3 separate regions of the Zea mays genome follow, and regions 2 and 3 are each linked to region 1. A link is a contact called in public Hi-C data. All regions are on one chromosome and are shown on one strand. The core of a region is the stretch at or near the end of the contact, and the rest is flanking DNA. Distances in the headings are between cores, read along the strand shown.

Region 1 (2,700 bases), core at 101-2,600:
GGTGAGTAGACAGAATATTTAATCAGCTCACAAAGTGATAATCATGAATTGTAGTATATGGTGGTACATTTCAGTATCTCACACAAAACAAGGGGAAGAAATACACCTTCAAAGTTAGTAACAGTACTTTCTGGCAACAATGGACTACTCCAATCATAGAAACACTTAATTTCACGGTTGTGTCACAATTTTCATCTATTATATTGGTTGACAGCTACTTTCTTTAAGGAAAAAAAAGAACTAAAACATCACACTGCCATTTCTAGAGATATATTTATCTAACCTCAATATATATGAAGCTACATGTCCAAATGCTATAATCACGTTTGAGGCCAAGGAACTGGACAGTAAAAAGGCAACCACGTAACTTTTGATATTAGAAAAACATCAGTGATTGCAACCACGTAACTGATACAGACACATGGGCATTATGACTCCTTTTTTTTCTGTGCATGAATAAAAGAAGCGTGCATTCACAAGGACCCATACAGCCATACTTGATCCAGCTCTAAATTAGTCCTGGTACAAAGTACAAACCACATGATGATATCAGTTAACCCACAGGACATCTTATCTTACGAAATTGAAGCCTAAAGGACTGAAAATGGTGCGTATAAATAGCGCATCAAATAATTCGTAATCTAACTGCTCCATCGGACTGTAATCTGCAGAACAGAAATAGGGTTTGACCAGACATGATTTTGGCGATCCCGGGCAACGAGACCAGATAATTGATAGAAACCGGGTGGATTTGGACAAAACAAATCGTATGACCGCATCACTCCAATCCAGATCCAACAGCCGAAACCAGATCCCCTACTCGCACGCCAAGGCCACGCAAAGACCTCGATTCCTCCGACAACAACCGCGCGCCAAGCATCGAGCCGAGAACCCGGAGAACCAAACAGCGCGAAATCGCCAAAGCGTTAGGTACGAAATAAGATGGATGGGGGCGAGCGAACCTTACGGGAGCTCCCGCCGCTGTGGTTGGGGGAGGTCCTCCTGCGTTGCGCGGGCGTGGGCGAGGAGCAGCGGGCGGCACCGCACCCAACCCCGTCCCCGTCACCGTCGGCTGCTCTGGGAGGAGGGGGAGATGAGGAGGTGGGGGGAGAGGCGGCGGCCATGGTGCGGTGGGAGAGGAGGAGGTGGAGGCTGTTGGTCGGGGAGGCGAGGTCGCGAGGAGGTGGCCGGCTGGGGTATTCAAATTGAGGGGGGTAGCCGTTGCGGACATGAGGTGACCTGGCGCGGGCGGAGGAGCACCACGGTGGATCTGGGGGAATCGGATGCTCCACGGTTGTCCAAAATATACTTCTACAGTTCCGTGATTTGCTCCGCCCGGTTGCATCGAACGGCCCGCAAACCTCAATTCACGGTCGCATGAATGGGCCCATCAAACACCCACTAGTCCACGACACGACACCACGCTACTTCGCCACCTGTCGCCGTCGTCTTCTGCGAAGTCTCAACTGTGTCTCCATCTCACTCTACCGTCCAAGCTCGACGAAGCCGCGGAATCTCAACGGTCGCATAAATAAGAAATAAATAGAATAAATGTAAAGAAAGGACAGGAAAGAAAAATAAAAAGGAAATGTGTAGATATAAAAAGGAAAAGAAACACACGTACCTGGGGAGAGAGATGCGGTGGCCCGTGGAAACTCATGGGCCTCCACTCTCGAATGCGTGGGCCGGGCCGCTCTCCCATGTATGCGCGTTGCATGCGCTGCTCGTGCTCGCTGTATGGGCTGCCGATCAGTCAGACCGAAGGATGAATGGCGGCCAATGAGAGAGAGACGGATACTTTTTCTGCACGAAGGCAGCACTTTTGGTATGAGGAATCAAAGCTAAACAGTATCTATGTGAACAAATCAAATAGACCCATCCACGTAAGCAGCACGTGACAGATTTGCAACTTTTTTTTTAGTTTTTAAATGACTAAGGTAGTGTTTGGTTGAAGAGCCAAGTATAACGGAATCGTTCTGTCCCAATTTTGTTGTTGTTTGGTTACAAAGTAACTAGAACGGAATGGCTCCAATTAGGAAATATTCTCCTCAGGTCCGGAATCATTCCGCTCCAAAAAATCAATGGGACGGAGCCGCTCCGTTCCAATCCCGCTCTCACAGTCACGCTCCGTTCCGTTTACTCTGCAACCAAACAAAAAACAGAACCGCTCCGTTCCAGATTACCAAACACAGAACAAAGCGGCTCCGTTCCTAGAATCAGGAATGGAACGGCTCCGTTATACTTGGCTCCTCAACCAAACACTACCTAATGGAATGAGTCCGTCCCGTGTTCGGAAGAATTATAACGTCGTTTGTTTTCAACGTGTTTCCTTTTGTCCAACAAATCAAATAGTATGGATCCGTACGTTTCTCTTTCGCCTCTGCTTGCTTTGCTGGTGAGACGGCCCCGTACGTGCACCTGCTAGCGGTACGAGAGGCTAATCACTACTGCAACTCATAGGCCGGCTAAGCGATGCAGTTAAGGACGCACGCGATCTATATATTTGCTTTCGGTAGTAATTCCATCTCCAAGTTCTCAGCTACCCTGTCGCGTCGATCGTCCATGGACCATGGCATCCTATCATTCATTGCGACACGAAATTATCGGCCGGGGGCTCCTTGTGCAATCATGCTAATCTAGAACTTTTCACGAGATTAAAAAAAATCATCTCCAACTGTTGCTTGACCTTAGCTTTCGATC
Region 2 (2,700 bases), core at 11-2,510, 790 kb after region 1:
GTCTGACGTTGTCTGCCAGCGGAGTGGACTGGACACATTAAATGCCGAGGGGCACATCATCCGTCGGCTTGGTGGCAGGCGGCGCGTCCTCTCCGCAATAAATGCGGAGACCGCGCGACCTCAGTGGCCTGACGTCAGACTCCGTCGGTCGGCTTATGTCATGAGCCACAAGCCACGCGGCAGCAGCGGGTCTCTGTCCGAGCGGGGAGCGTGGTGCAAGCCCCGGACACGTGCCAACACCGGACCCCTTCCAGGGCGGGGCCCGAGTATTCCCTGCCCCAGAATCCTGGGACCCGGTGGTTATCTGTCCGGACCCCACACAGAAGGGTCTGGGATCCTTCTCGGAGGTCCGCTCGTTATGCACGGGGTCCGGTGCTTTCCACGTGGCAGGCCCGGACCTACTGCGTGTATCCGGAGCACGCTTTTTCCCTTGGCCGTATGGCGACCCCAAGGCGGCTGATGTTGCACGACGGTAAGCCGTTTGCCACGTAACTAGAGGCTTTACCGCCGGCACGACGTCTATACCTTGTAACCAGGGATACCCCTGTTTCAAGATACCGACATGTTTAACAAAAAAAAAAGTACTAACGTTCAGTAACTAAGGGGTCCTCTGATTTTGGGGTCCGGTGCGGCCTCATACTCTGCAGCCCTCAGTTACGGTGCCCTCAGTATAGACGATATGCAGCCATAGCCTAATACGTGGAACCAGCAAGTCTTGATCCTTGAGTGATCAAGCTCCAAACTAATTAGAACTCGTCACGTTTCCACCGCTGACGAGTCCGGCTTCCCATGCTTGGGGCTTGGGCCCTCCAAGTCCAAGGTCAGTCCCACTTGTCAACGGTCTATGCCTTCCGCCGGCTAGAGTATCGTACTTCGCTGTTCGCTCTGTGCACAGCGCACCGCCTATCGCACAACAGCGGGCTAGAATCGTCCAGGCTCGCGGAATGCAATACGGTTTTCTGCTACCATCTCGGTCCCGCCGTTTACCTCCAGCGGTCTCCCGAGAGTAGATCCTGCACCTGGTCCACGATCCCGACACTGTCGAGCTCCGCACAGATCTGCCGAAACGGTCTCACGAGTTCATCCACCGGGTCCAGGTGCGCTTGCAGTCGCTCACGCCGTCTGCGTGGCCGAGACGTTTAGCGTGCAGGCCGTTATTTCTGCCGTCACCGAGCCCCTACGTTCCAAGTCCAACCAACCCATTCCCCAATTCAGTATCAGGCCTTTGCGAATTGCGACAGCGAGAGCGGGAAGAGGAAACTCGAAACTCGGCGAGCGGGATGGCAACCGGCCCGGAGCACGTGGCGGCGGCGGTCGAGGAGACGCCGGAGAAGAAGGCGGCCAGCACAACCGAGCTCCCCGCACCCTCAGGCTGGACGAAGAAGGTTTGCCTTTACTTCCCGCTTGGCCGGCCCCTTCCAATTTCCCCGCATGCTCTCCGCCCGCTGCTTGCTTCGGGCCCGGGTGTTGCGGTTCCGAGGACTCCAGGGGCCTGCTAGCGCTCGGATCCGTGGGGTTCGGGCTCCGTCTCTGCGAATTCCGTTGCGGTTCTTCCTCACCGAGCGGTCGGAGCTGGGGGCGTCGAGTTCTAGGGTTTCGGGCTCGATTGATTCATGTCGTTCGCGGGGGCGTTTCTTGTTTTGCTTAGTCTTAAGGTCATGCGAACACAGCTATAGGTTAGGAGCTTGATTTGAGCTCACTGTTCGAGTTTGTGATTGGCTTGCAACATCCGAGTCCCAACCCGTGTGCGGGTGCGAGTGCGAGTGTAGTAGACTGGAGTTTTGTAGCTCTCCCTATTGCAGCATCTGATTCTGAGTCCATTTCTGTAGATGTATTAGGTTCTCCATGCCGTTGCCCGTTGGATTGGGAGCCGATTTTTAGCTGTAGTCCGGGATGCTACGTTTGCCCTTTGTTTTTGGACGAACAGAACATGGCCGTTTTTGCACTGTACAAGTAACTTTAGACTTTATAGCTCTTGATAGTGTGTTTTAGTTCTTATTTGGTCCTTACAAAGCAGTATGGGTGGATCCTAACATTGTTTGCCATCGCTGTGCAATCTATTTTATCTCATGTTATGTCTCTTAAAGCCTGTTCGATGTTCCAACTTCCAACTATGGGCTATCCTCGGGACTCAGGTGATTTGATTGGATAAGTTTCTATGATTCTAACTCCAGCAATTTCTTAAATTTATGACAATTTAAGGAAGCCTCTGTTCAATGCTTTCTTTCCTAACTCCTAAGTTTTAATCAGCGCTATACAACAATGAGTTGGAATGAAGCAGCATAGATGAACTTGATGCAGGGAATTTTAGCTTTTAAAACAATGTCTTTTTTCTTGAAATGGCGTCAAAACAAAGTTTGTCGTTTTCCTCGGGTTTTCTTCAAGAAAATCATGAGATTTCTTGCTGCACACGCCTGGAAACCTCAATTCTAAGCCACCAGTCAGATGCGAATAGGTCTAGTTTCTTTCATTTAAAGCCTTAAAGCCTTAAAGGAAACTGGAAATCATGGGCTCACCTGTAATCCTCTATACTGGCCTTCTCTGGTATGTGGAATGCAAATAACTTCATTGTAGATTTAGTTAGATTGTAGGTTTTCTAGTCATGTGTTGCTTTTGCTTATTTGTACGAAAAATTGCTTCCACTATTGTTTTCTATGGTACTTTGTTTGGTGGTTTGCCGAGTCTTGGTTAATATTTGAG
Region 3 (2,700 bases), core at 63-2,562, 810 kb after region 1:
CCTGGATTAAACTCTGTTGCTGCAAAAATTCAAGGCAGGGCAATACTATCCGATCGTCCTGCCAAAGTGCAAGTGTATGAATCTGCCATCACGAAGCCTGTCAGTCGTCTTCATCGTCCAAAACAAAGCCTCAAGCCTCGCATAAAAGATCCTAACAAGAATCCTAACAAGAAATGCTCCGGTCCAGAGACGACGAGCCGATGGCCCGATGCTCAGAAGATTGTGAGGGTCCGGTCCACAGCAAGTAAGAAGCTTGTGCATGCCCATGCGGCCATGCTGCCAAACCATAACAGGCCAGGGTCAGGGTGCACCGTGCACGAATCGACGGTCCTGGATTCAGCATCACTCTCCTGCAGATGGCGCAGCCAAAGTTTCCCTGGTTTAGCTGGACTTTGGTCCGAGATCAAACGCTAGTCAACTAACCTGAGCAGGGACAGGTAAAGTGTCTCGCAAATCATAGTCGAAAAATAATAGAAAGGAACACTTTTACGATTTTCCCCCCTTTTTCAGAAAATGGTTACAGTGACTTTTTTAAAAGGTAAAGGCCTCTGATTAACCTGACAGAGATTGTGTATCTCCTCTGCAAACTAGCTCCTAACAAGTACGTATGTGGCAATCAAAAAAGAATAATCAACTATGTGAGAACAGACAATAGAGCTGATTCACCCCCTGCCTCGGACCACCGCAGCGCCGGCCGGTCGCGGCGGCATGAGCGGACACTCCGGCCTCGGCGGCAGCGGCAGCAGTCCACCGCGGCAGACCGGGCACGTCCCGCGCTGCCGGAGCCACCAGTCGATGCGGCAGTCGGCGTGGAAGAAGTGGCCGCACGCCGGCAGCACCCGCACCATCTCGTCGCCCTCGGCGTACTCGGACAGGCAGATGGCGCAACAAGGCGCCTCCTCCTCGCCGACGCCGCCCGGCGACGCGCTCCCTGTCTTTCCGGCGGCCGCCTTCGCCTGGCCGTACGGCATGAGCGTGCCGGGCCCGAGCGCCTGCTCAACGTCGTGCACCGCGGCGGCGCGGGCGACGGGCAGCTCACAGGCGCCCGCGGCGGCGGCGACGATGGCGACGATGAGCACCGCCAAGCAGACCACGGCGGCCATCTCCAGCACAAAGGCCGCGTCGGAGGTCATGCCGTTTGCTTGCCTGATGCTGCGCGGTGACGAGCGGTTGTCTTGGCCGTTGGTGCACATCTGCCGCTATTACTGTTCGTGTTCTATATGTATATAAGCTCAGCTCGTTGACAAATGTTCATGCGTGTGACAACTGACAAGCCTCAGTTGTCGTCAGTCACAGAAGGAGAGGTGGGTTGTTCGCCGAAAGCCTCGGATGATTTCCTGCGTTCTTCGTCCGTCATGCCTATACATGTCTATACTGGGCCGGCCCGTTGGGCGGCACGTGGCTCGGCACGCGTTGGCACGGCCCATACCCGGCCCAGCACGACGGCGGCCGTGCCCGTGCCAGTCCGGCACGCCTCCCGTGCCGTGCTTGGGCCTCGATGCCGGCCCACGGTGAAGGCACGAGCACGGGCCTGGTTAACGGGCAGGCCCGACTAGAGCCCGGGTCGGCATTTACAGGGGAGAGAGGGAAGGGGTGCGAGGGGATATTTTCCCATTCCCAGTTTCCACGCGCCCCCTCGCATACGCGCCGCACTCGCCTGCTCACGAAACCCTAGCGGCTCTCCCTCTCCCCTCGCATATGCGCCGCCTGGTGCCTCCACTAGTCGTCTGCTCCACCGTCGCCGCCTTCTCCTCGCCTCCCGTCCCGGCGTTGACGGTTGCCGGCGAGTCTTCATCACTGTCCCGCTCGTCCGCTCCCCTCGTCTCTCGATCTGCTCGTCCGTAACTGTTCTTTCCTCTCCCTGTCGTTTCCCCTGGTAAGCGCTCCAGGAGGCAGGGACCGACCTCTAAGGTTTGGTTGCATTTTGAGGAAGTTACGGAGAAGCAGGGAGGTAAGGATTTCCGCCATTTGCCTTCACTGCAAGCACACCCTACCTGCTAAATCTTCTTCTAGAACTGGACACTTGATCCGTCACCTAGAACTTTGCCCCGCTAAGAAAGATAAAGAAAAAACTGGTAGATCTCAATTCATGCTTAAGTTTAATGCTAATGGATCTGTTGTGCACTGGGAGTACTCTCCATCTGTTGCAAGGACTTAGCTTTGTCGTATGATTGCTAGACTAGACCTACCTCTGTGTTTTGGTGAATGTAGTGCATTTCAAGAATATATTACTCGTGCTCATAATCCTCGGTTTGTTAAGTCCTCTAGGCAAACTACTGCTAGAGACTCAATTAGGCTTTTTAATGATTGTGCTGAACAACTTATTAATGTACTCAAATCTGTTTCATCTATTGCACTTACATCTGACATTTGGTCTGGCAAGGCAAAAGAGGATTACATCAGTGTTGTTGCTCATTTTGTGAACTCTGATTGGTGTTTAGAAAAGAGGTTGCTTGGTCTTAGACCAATTGAGGTAGCTCATACAGGTTATAACATTGCTGAGCGTGTTGAACTGGTTGCTAACGATTATGGAATTACTGATAAAATCTTTGCTATTGTGCTCGATAATGCCTCATCTAACAAAACTGCTATGGAAGTTCTAAAACCAGTGTTTTATGGTTACATTGGCCATTTGATTCCTATGCCTAGTAGAAATGAATATGATTTGAGTGCTATTTTCTTGTATCAGCGTTGTGGTTG

What was found. Hi-C and Micro-C count contacts between places; a contact is called where the count stands out from the background.
Region 2: a Hi-C map of leaf shows a contact between it and region 1, with 5 times the contacts expected there. The contact joins the promoter of mbd115 here to the promoter of LOC103643676 in region 1. A contact is called at or near these places in 2 of 25 Hi-C or Micro-C datasets (bundle sheath and leaf).
Region 3: a Hi-C map of tassel shows a contact between it and region 1, with 2.2 times the contacts expected there. The contact joins the promoter of LOC103643685 here to the promoter of LOC103643676 in region 1. A contact is called at or near these places in 2 of 25 Hi-C or Micro-C datasets (bundle sheath and tassel).

Annotation. Positions count from the first base shown.
Region 1 is chr1:255,422,058-255,424,757 of Zm-B73-REFERENCE-NAM-5.0, forward strand. It overlaps LOC103643676, which reads right to left and starts at 1,351. Exons shown (of 5, transcript XM_020546824.2): 1 at 963-1,351. The coding sequence starts at 1,124.
Region 2 is chr1:256,216,621-256,219,320 of Zm-B73-REFERENCE-NAM-5.0, forward strand. mbd115 (methyl binding domain 115) reads left to right here and starts at 1,261. Exons shown (of 3, transcript NM_001111821.2): 1 at 1,261-1,385. The coding sequence starts at 1,281.
Region 3 is chr1:256,233,118-256,235,817 of Zm-B73-REFERENCE-NAM-5.0, forward strand. LOC103643685 (RING-H2 finger protein ATL39) reads right to left here and starts at 1,313. Exons shown (of 1, transcript XM_008666867.3): 1 at 469-1,313. The coding sequence starts at 1,193. The coding sequence ends at 663.